Linked DNA regions of Mus musculus: region 1 is linked to region 2. A link is a contact called in public promoter capture Hi-C data. All regions are on one chromosome and are shown on one strand. Each heading gives the region's core, a stretch centred on a gene start, on an enhancer-like site or on the middle of the called end of the contact. The rest is flanking DNA. Distances are from core to core; before and after follow the strand shown.

Region 1 (4,891 bases), core at 243-2,742, 1.0 Mb after region 2:
AGAGGGAGTCAGATCTTGTTACAGATGGTTGTGAGCCACCATGTGGTTGCTGGGATTTGAACTCTGGACCTTCGGAAGAGCAGTCGGGTGCTCTTACCCACTGAGCCATCTCACCAGCCCCAAAATCAAATTTCTAATTAGAAAATTCAGCAGCTGGTTTTCCCGGCGAGGGACCCCCAACAGAGAGGTCCACCAGTGGGAAGGGGAGAGACTGCCTCTACCTCTTCTCTAAATCCCCATCTCCTTTCCTCGAGCTGTTAGTAGGCCAGGCAATGGGTATGCTTTATTTTCCTTCAGCCGGTGAGTGGGTTCAAACCAGCCATAAGGTCCTTTGCCAGGTCTCCTGATTCTGAGAGGTGAGAGGGGTCGGAGGCATCCAGAGAGTCAACTCTAGGAAAGACCACCCTCAGGGAAGGTAAACACCATTTCTCTAGTCTGTGGGGAGGTGATAAAGTGTGCTGCCTTCTGCCCTGGTTCTCAAGTGGCATACCAATTCCCCCAGTTAAGGACACTAGGGCTGACCTGGGGTTGGACGAAGTTGCCGTGGCCCTTCGATCACCTTAGCGTCCACGCCGGAGTAAAAATTAAAATCCAGCCCCAGCTTCCCCAGAAGGTTTGCCCTTCCACCCGGAGTTCCGATGGGCCTCGCGGGCACAGAGACCAAATATAGTGGAATGGACTTTTCTTGGAAACGAAATGTGTGCACACTAGGAACCGGAACCCTCAGCCCAACACTGAAACTCAGAAAAAAATCTAGTCAGTTGCTCTTATCCACTGGGCAGGGAGTAAGGATGCAGACTCACACGCCTTGTAAGCGTGCGCTCTAGGTTGCATTCAGCACTAGAGGCGCCCCAGAGGCGCCCTAATCCCAGACTTCTCCACTGGGGAAATTTACTAAAGAGACTAAGACACTCTGCTCTGGGACTTGCGTGGGTGTGTAGGGTCTAACGAGCGCTACGGTGGCACAGGTTCTATCGGTTCACCAAGTAGGTCCTGGAGATCGAAGTTTTTCGCCGTACTTGACAAATTTGATAGTGGCCAGGGCCTTTACCTGCTGAGCCATCTTACTTGCTCCTCCAACTTCCCCCCACCCCCAGAGTTTTATTGCCATGTTTAAAAGCTTAAAGCAGTACTTCAGGTCCTTACCCAAGTCTTTTTCTGTCCCACTTTGATCTGAATGTCCTCTCGCCTCCCTCCAAGGGAGATCTCGCCTTCCTTGCGCCCTCCCTCAGCATAGGGTCGAGTCATGGGTCACTCCTGCTCCCCAGAGATAGGAGCTAAGCAGGCTAGGAGAGGTTTACTGCCATCAGGAAAAATGGAGTAGGGTCACCCACCTGCCGGGTCACCGCAGGCGGCACCTGCTACTGAGAAGCCTCGGGTTAGGTCCCGCCCCCAGCCTCCGCCTGGCTTTGCGCACAGGGAGCACACTGGCCCTTTAAGAACCGCGGCTCCCGCCGCGCACTGGGAGTAGGGCTGCGGAGCCAAACTCGCCGGGGACGCCGGGCGCTGGCTAGCTGGCTGGCGGGCTCGTCGCTCTGTCGGGCCGGTTCCCTGCGCCCCTCCCGGGACTGCCTGGGGATCCAGGCCCGATTGGGCGCGGCAGCTAGTGGAGTCGCCAGAGGGAAGCGCGCACTCTGGGCAGCGCGGAGGACCTTGGGCATGGACAGAGAGTGCAGGGCGCGCAGGGGGCGCCGCGGGACCGGGCGGCCGGAGCGCTGAGCCAGACAAAGGCTCTGGAGTTCTGCTTGCTCTCGGGGGCCGGGGCCAGGGCGCACCGCGCCGACGCTGCGAGACTCTGCGGCGTGCAGCTCGGCCGGTCCCCTTCTCCAGCGGGCGAGTCCCCGCGTGCCCCGACCTGCCCTGCCCGCTTCTCACCCGGTTTGGGAATTGGCAGAGGGGACCTGAGCTCCTCAGGCAGGCACCGGGAGCCGGAGGTCCGCCGCGCGCCCGCGGGGCCGGGAGCCAGGGAGCGTCGCAAGTTTCCCAGCCGCGTGCGAGGACGCGGTGCGGGCCAGCCAGCTAGCCCCGCGTGCAGCGCTCAGGACCGGGCTGACTGCCTAGGAGCATGGGCAGCGACCGGAGCGCACTCGGACGTCCAGGCTGCACTGGCAGCTGCCTCAGCAGCCGAGCTTCGCTGCTCCCGCTGCTACTGGTGCTTCTGGACTGTCTGGGCCATGGTACAGCGTCTAAAGACGCCGAAGTGTACGCCGCGGAGGTAAGAACCCGAGGGATGTAGTGCGAACCACACCCGCCGCAGCGGGGACCTGCAGGTGGGGGGAGACGCACCCGGCCTTAGGGGGTGAGGACCGATCTGGGCTGGAGAGCCTGATTGAAAAAGCGGGACTGGCAGGCTGCCACTCCCTGGTCAGAGCTCTGCTGCGCGCCTCTTCCCAAAGCCCTGGGAGCACAGAGCTCGCAGCTGCTGTGCACCCTGAAAGCCGCTCGGGGCACTGACCCGCCCTAGCTTGAGTCCCTGCAGCCGCTTCCGCAGCCCCTATCCCTCGCCTCCAGTCATTTAGCCCGCGCGATTCCTCGAGAGCCGGATCCGCGCAATGTGGGCTTTACGAGTGACGAGGGGTGGGGTGCTGCGGGTAGTGAGAGCTTAGGCGGAGCAAGAGCCCCGCAGCGCTCGCGCTTTGGCTGAAGCTCCTTTGGCTGACATCGTGCGTCGCCGGGCTAGCCAGGGTGGTTGGGGGATGGGTGTGAATCTCCCAGGCTAATGACGGATTGCAAAGGTGCTTTGGTGACTTCTTGGGGCTGAAGCATTCCCACTCCAGGGACAGGGTCTGAAGGACAGGCCCTATCTTCTGAAACACTTTTCACACCAGCGTCCCTACGCCCAGGCCTGGGTGAAACTGGGTAGACTCCACGCCTCTTTTCTCTGGAAGCCGGGCTGACGTCCATATGCTGGCTGCTCTCTGGATTGGTCCTGCAAGTGACCAGGCGCGGTCTCTGCTCAGAGTCCCTATGGGTACCTCTCCCTCCAGTGTATGCCCCTAGCGCGCTGGGTGCCATCGAACTTTTAATGATCATTCTTTCCAGCTCTAGGAGAAAGGAGACTAGGTGTGGAATCTGGAGAGAGGATGAGCCAGGGTCTGCATCTTCTGTGTAGGCTTGGGGCCTTGGTGCCCTTGGGCTGCCTGGAGCGATGGTTTGCAGACAGCCTACTATTCCATCCCAGCCCCGAAGGCTTGCCCAGTTTTCTAGTCTGCCTGAGAGAGATTTTTCCAATGGAAGTCTGTTCCCTCCCCCATCTTACTTTAATAAAAACTTGGGTTGGGGGGGGCCAGTTTACACCTCCAATCCTCCACCTGCCTTGCCTTCCTCTCATCAGATCAGAGAGTTGCAGGGAACCCAACCCAATTCACAATGCCTTGGGGCAGAGGCTTTCAGGGGGAGCTCCTGCTGGTAGGAATTGTTTGCCTGTAACCTAGGTGCTACCACCAGAGAAGGTGCCAAAGAATTTCAAGTCACTGATTCCCCTTTGAGAATTTGTGGCCTACACAGACCAAGCTGGAGTCTGGTGGTTGTGAATGGGCCTCCTGGATGGCCAAGGAGCTGAGGCTTAGGGAGCCTCCTCCAACTGAGGCAGTACAGCCAAGTGTGCCCACAGTCTATCACCACCACCACGTATACACATACACACACCGCAGAAGAAAACCATGGTGTCCCTGGCTAAGATTGACTCTTGGGGTACAATTTTGGCTGTGCCTAGGCTGTGGCTGGAGGGGACTCAGAAAGGTTGCATGTTGGAATCCACAGTGGGTGGAAGGATGGATGTCATAACCCTTAGAGCTGGCTTTGGCATACAGGCTGCTCTGAGACATCCCGTAGGACTGGTCATAATTGGACCCAAAGAGTCCCTTGGCCCATCTGCTCAATCTAGGCCTGCCATCCATAGTGTCCAGATTCCCTTTCCTTTGAGAAAGGTCTGGTTCTCACTTAAGGGAGTCCACAGCTCCTGACCTCTGGTCAGTTCTTGCCTGTGAGTACCTTGAAAGCTGAGCCAAGGCCAACACTCTGCCTCTTTTCACCCTCCCAGGTGGCAACCACAGGAATTCACTAGATTAAGGGACCAGAAACGGGCCTGTGCTAGGAGCTGCTGTATGCCTGCAGACAGCCCCTGGTAGCCTGCCTTCCTTGGCAAAGCTACTCCTGAGCTATTCTGCCCTAGCCTCTGCCATTTTCTCCCCTGGACAGGCACTGTGATCTAGGACCCCACTTGGATGGTGCCAGCTTGCCACCCCATCCGGACCCTGACCTGCTCCGTGGCTACAATTGCTGGCAACCTGAGTGTCTTTGCTTTTTGACTAGGGAAACTCTTCTTTCTCCTTCCCGAAACTTAGCGCTCTCAGCCTATCCTGTGGAAGTGACTCAGGCTGCCAGAGTTCACAAGTGGGGTGCCACCAACACCAAAACTGGACATTCCCACCTTTCCTGAATAGTGTCACAAGACTTCCTGTCCCCATCTGACAACTGAGGAAGGAGTCGAGGAGACTGGAGTCAACTAGGGTGCTCCTGGAACTCTCTGTAGACCAGGCTGGCCTCAAACTCAGAGAGAGCCACCTGCCTCTGCCTCCCTAGTTGGGATTAAAGGTGTATGTCACCACCACCACCACCACTAGGCCTTTTGATCTTCAGATCTGACTGGAGGCACGGTCTGTGTGCCCATCTCCTCTTATATGCTAGTGATGGTCCCTCTAGGTCCCCTCCTCATGATAACATTCCTTCTCAACTATGGAACAGAAACTATACAGGCCTCATGTTTTCCCTGAAGGGAAAGGGGTTTCATGTTAGGCTAGCAAGGATTTGGAGACTGCATCTCCACACATCCTCAAGATCGGGGAGAACTGGGGTGCTGGACACAGTTGAGGACTGGGGTTGGATGTAA
Region 2 (5,224 bases), core at 2,358-4,857:
TACTGTTGGGTAGCTATGATGTGCCCTCCTGTCCTTGTGGCTCAGCCAGAGGATATTGTTTCTGATCTGAGTCTGTCTGGTCCTTGGCTGGCCTTGGTACAGTGTGGCTCCCACCTTGCTGTTGTGGTGGGGAGACTTGCTCAGAGACACCCCTAAAACAAACAGAATGGAAACTCCTTGAGGTTCAATTCCAGGACTACTCAGAGTAGGGGTCCTATGTCCTCTCAGAAGCTGGATTCAGGATGTATGCCATTCCATTTTCAGGGCAGTCATTTTCAGGGTCTGTGCTTTGGCACAAGGTGTCAAACAGTCACCAACTGTCCTACTGATAAGCCCCTTAAGGGACCCAGCCTAAACCTCTTTCTACTCCAGAGAGTGCAGTGGGGCAGCAGGTTTGGGGAAGCAGCCCTACATCCCTTGCAGCTAACATGAGTGCTTTGCAGAAAGGAAGAACTTATGTGCCAAGGTCATTCAGCAATTTCATAGCCTCTTACTCCTGGCTGAAAACCAGCCCTGGCCTCTTCTATCCCAAGATCTTTATCAGGAATTTTCCGTAGCTGCCAGGGCACAGTGTGTTGGAATGGTGTGGGGATGCTGGGGAGCTGTGATTTTTGCCAGGTAGCTGGCGATTTAAAACTCAGAAGATAAGATCTACCCCAAGGGCCATGGACCTGCTGGGGGGTGGCGTGGGGGAGGCTTTACAAATCTCACCATCCCTGCCAAGGTAGAAAACTGGCCCGGAGGAGTCCTTGGCCCCTGAGTCCTTACTTCAAGCCTTCAGCCCTGCTGGAAGCTGGCAGAGGAAAGAAGTGTTTATGTCTTCCTCTGCCCGCCACTTAATGTCCAATAGAGGCAGGATCTGTGCCATGGGAATCCCCAAAGACCCCTTGTAAGCTCGTCTCCACCTGGCTTAGCTCTCCTTGGTTCTAGTCTCCATTCATTCCCTGTACAACCAACAAGCACTTATTGAGCCCGTGTCTGAAACTCTGGTTGGTTGAGATAGTCGCTGAACAATCTATTGTGCGAGGCCCCTGCCTCTGTGGCTGACTTCCTTTCCAAGAAATTGGAGGGAACACTGCCCCTCCATGAAAGGGAGCACTGAGGTCTGAGAGCATCTCCATGCTAGTAGGGTGACTCTGGGACGGTCTCTAACTGGTCTCAACACCGTCTTCCTAGCTAGACACATTTGCCCTGGTCTCTCTAGCCCAGAGTACCAGGGGCCAGCTGGGTCTCTTGAAAGCACCCACCAGAGTGCAATTTCCTGTTGGAGGTAGCAGGGCCTGGATGCCTTGGGGCAGGTCCTCTAGGGGATATGGGTAGACTCTGAGAAGTAGGGCCTGGAGTGCTTTCCTCTAGTTTCCTCTGGAAGATACTGGAGCCTGAGCCTGAACAGAGTCCCACCATGAGTAGACAGCAGCCCTCTGACCTTCACCCACCCTAGGTCTCCATAGGAACAAAGCAGGTAAAAGGCCTCCTCCAGGAAGCCTTCCCTGGTTGTCCACAACACCTTGACCCTTCTCCAGTGGTCCACTCCTCCAGCTGTCTGCTGACCTCCCAGCTGGTCTGGTCTGTTGTAGCTGTAGCTTCCCATGAGCCCTTGCTCCACCATGGCTTCTCTGAGTCCCTGGGCTCCTGCTGCCACACAGCATGGGGTGCTGGCTGGTCTGTTGGACAGTGACAAGAGTCCTCAGATCTTATTTTAAATTCCATAAACTTATTTTAAATTTCATTAAAAAAAAATCTTGTGCCACATGTGGTGGCACACGCCTTTAATCCCAGTACTTGGGAGACAGAGGCAGAAGGATCTCTGTGAGTTCGAAGCCAGCCTGGTCTACAAAGTGAATTAGAGGCCAGCCAGGACTATTACTGTCTGGAAAAAAAAAATCTTGCAAGTTAATAATAATATTCAAACAAAATTTAACCATACCCAAGGTCAGTACAACTTAGTGAACTTCTATACAGTTAGAATTGGCATAGAAACAGAAGCTATAGAGCTTCATGTTAAATTTTACACCTTTAGTGTCAAATGTATTTTTTGCAATTGTCCACCATCCAAATCAAAAAATAAAAAACTGTGACGGAGTTAGAACTAGGAATACATCAGCTTTTTGTCCCCTTTCTGTGTCCTGCTCTTTGTGCCATCCTTCCTCATTCCTTTATATTCAGCCTTTCTTATGCTCTTTCTTCATGTTATACTGTACCCACGGGTACTTTTGTTTTTATGCATACATATATTTTTGGCTAGATTCCACAGGAGGGAGAGTGTGTGGTTTATTTCTGAAGTTGTATGATCTCACCTAATATTCATACTGAGACTGTCCATTTTCCCGAAAACATTTTAACTTGATAGCCAAGTAGCATGCATATATATAATTTATACTTATATAACTTATGTATACATGGTTTATACATATACATAGTTTTTTTTACCCATTCATTTGTTGATTGTCAAGGTCGATTCCAAATCTTTGTTATAGTCAATAAAGCAGCAAGAAGCATGTACCGTCGTCTCCTATTCTTGTAAGGGGCTGGGTCACCTCACTGGGAAGTAACTGAGAGCAAATTCAGGACATGTGTCTGGGAGGGCAGAGGGAGCGGGCTTTAGGGTAGCCCTAAGCCTCAGATGATTCAGGGAAACACTGGGTGGTTCCAGAGACAGGGCAGGATGCCAGGCTTTTGTGCCCCACAGCCATGGATTACTGAACGCCCAGCCTCTTAGGGAAAGATAGTTATGGGTGGGGCCATTAATGTAAGGGCTGACTCTGGGACCCCTCACAGCTACAAGTCCATTGCTTTCTTAGGACACATCCAACATCCACTAGTTCATCATCAAGACCCAGAGTGTCTTTCATACCCCAGGGCAATGCCCCTGCAATGGCTTAGGAGCCTTTGCTGACCAGATCTCCTACTTCATGGGAACAATGCATGGCTCCAGGGAGGGAAAGACCAGTTGCTCTGGGCTCCAAACTACAGCCCCGTAGGCCAGCCTGTGAATGTGTAGGTCAGGCTGCACTGTGCCTGTTTACCCTAGAGGCCAGTGGCCAGCACCAAGCTCTCAAGGTTTGTCAGTCAAGAGGTGGCTGCAGGTCTGGCTTGAGGCCACTAATCACAATGGCTTATGTATATTGAAATGTATCAGGAAAGACGCTGAGACTGTGAGGGATGGAGATCGGAAGGCAGACTTCCTTTTTTTTTATATGCATGTCCTAAGATGACATCCATTCAAACTAGTAAATAAAATGAAAGAAATACATTGTGCCCAACACGAGGACTGTTAACCTGCAGTGTAGGTAGGCACCTTGCAGCAGGCCTTCTCTGGGTCCTCTCTCATGTCTGCTGCTTCCTGGGTCCTAGCTGCAGAACCTCTGCTACCCTAGGCTTAGAAGGGCTACTGCAGGACTCAGGGATGTGGCCCTGGCTCTAGCCCAGCCCTCCTGCTCCAAATTGGCCCCTGTGTCAATGATCAGATAAATGGGGGCAGGACAGCAGTTGCTATGGCTCCGCCCCCCACCCTGGCAGAGACCCTGCTCACTTGCCATGGGCGGTCTGGACCAAGCTCCCGCCTCCTCCCAGCCTATAAAGCCACCCTCAGTGCCCTTGCCCACTCTTGTCCCCTCCTTTGATACCCAGAGCCATAATGGCAGAGCTCCCCGTGACAGAGCTGCCTGGCGATGCTCTGTGCAGTGGGCGCTTCACCATCAGCACACTGATGGGAGGCGATGAGCCCCCACCAGCTGCCTGTGACAGCAGCCAGCCCAGCCACTTAACACACGGCAGCACCTTATACATGCGCACCTTCGGTTACAACACCATAGACGTGGTGCCGGCCTACGAACACTATGCTAACAGCGCTCTGCCCGGTGAGCCCCGGAAGGTGCGGCCCACCCTGGCTGACCTGCATTCATTCCTCAAGGTAAGCAGAAGTTCAAAGACTGGCCGCTTCCTGGCTGGGTAACGTTGGCATGATTGCCCAACATGTTCTGTCATTCGTGTTGTGAAAATGACTGGGCATCTTCCTCTAGGGTCAAGACACCCAAATGAATAGTGGACAGAGGTGCCATGAAGCTTGGGGGCACAAGTAATACATATTGTCCAGGCACCGGCAGCACAATGATAGCATAGCCTGCTGCTTATACAAATGCAGGTTGCACACCGCTGGGAGAGACTGTGAGAGGGAGGGAGGGAGCATGGTGAGCCCTCTCAAATATTAGCTCATCGGCTTCGCTGTCTGGGAGGCTGGAGGGTCCAATCCCTGTCACCTCACGGTTTCACCAACAGTTGGATGTTCTAACCTCTAACACTCTTCCGTGTTTCAAAGCTTCCCTCTGAAGGGACCAAACAAGACCCCTTGTTTGAATAGGGATGCTGAGATAGGTACTGGGATGAAGGTCCCAGAGTAGGCTGCGGTTGGTAGGAATACGAAATAGAAGATGACCATGCTGGAGTCCAGGCCTGGGTTCAAGACTCTCTGTGTCAGAGACCTGGTGTGTGGCGTGTGACATACTGCTTCACCTCCCATCCCGTGTCACTTCTCAGACTGCAGGCTTGTCAGACTCCAGCCCTCTGCCCTAGAGGGGAGGAGCCTCCCGGAGCAGAAGCATTCTGAATGCTCAGCTTGCTTGCTCTCTCTGGTGTTTCTCCAAGCTTCGAGTAGCATTGTACCCAGGAAGCTGTCCAAGGGCTGCCTGTGTGGCAAAGTGGGGCAGGCAAGACTGAATACAGACACCCAGCCCCTAACCCCCATTGCCTGACTCCTATTGGTCTCTGGGCCCCCAGCAGGAAGGTAGCCACCTGCATGCCCTGGCCTTTGATGGACGGCAAGGTCGTGAGCTGACTGATGGACTTGTGGAAGATGAGACAGGCACCAACAGTGAGAAGAGCCCTGGAGAACCTGTTCGCTTCGGCTGGGTCAAGGGGGTGATGGTGAGTGGCTGTGGCCCGGAGCTTGATGTCTAGACAGGGTGGGGGTAGAGCCCCATTCAGCCTCAGCTTTGACTCTCAGGCCCTAGTGAGCAGTTTAGACCTGGAGCTCAGTTTGGGCCTCAGTTTCCCCATCAGCAGTGGCCTCCAATTAATTGTATTTGGCTTCCCACAGTTCTTGGGCGCTCTTGGCCAAGACCCAATCCTAAGAAGATCTCTGCTTAGCTACTCACTAGTGTTGTAGCCTTAGGAAAGTTACTTAGCTACTCCTGCCTCAGTTTCCTCACCCGTAAAACTGAGCATT

Evidence for each region. Promoter capture Hi-C pulls out the DNA fragments that hold promoters and counts their contacts.
Region 1: a promoter capture Hi-C map of stem cell-derived epiblast-like cells shows a contact between it and region 2, with 2.8 times the contacts expected there. The contact joins the promoter of Mmp15 here to the promoter of Slc12a3 in region 2. A contact is called at or near these places in 3 of 39 promoter capture datasets (hematopoietic stem and progenitor cells, pre-B cells and stem cell-derived epiblast-like cells).

Annotation. Positions count from the first base shown.
Region 1 is chr8:95,350,804-95,355,694 of GRCm38.p6, forward strand. It overlaps Mmp15 (matrix metallopeptidase 15), which reads left to right and starts at 1,493. Exons shown (of 10, transcript NM_008609.4): 1 at 1,493-2,215. The coding sequence starts at 2,066.
Region 2 is chr8:94,325,601-94,330,824 of GRCm38.p6, forward strand. Slc12a3 (solute carrier family 12, member 3) reads left to right here and starts at 3,608. Exons shown (of 25, transcript NM_001205311.1): 1 at 3,608-3,913; 2 at 4,777-4,923. The coding sequence starts at 3,638. It also overlaps a transcript of Nup93 not described here.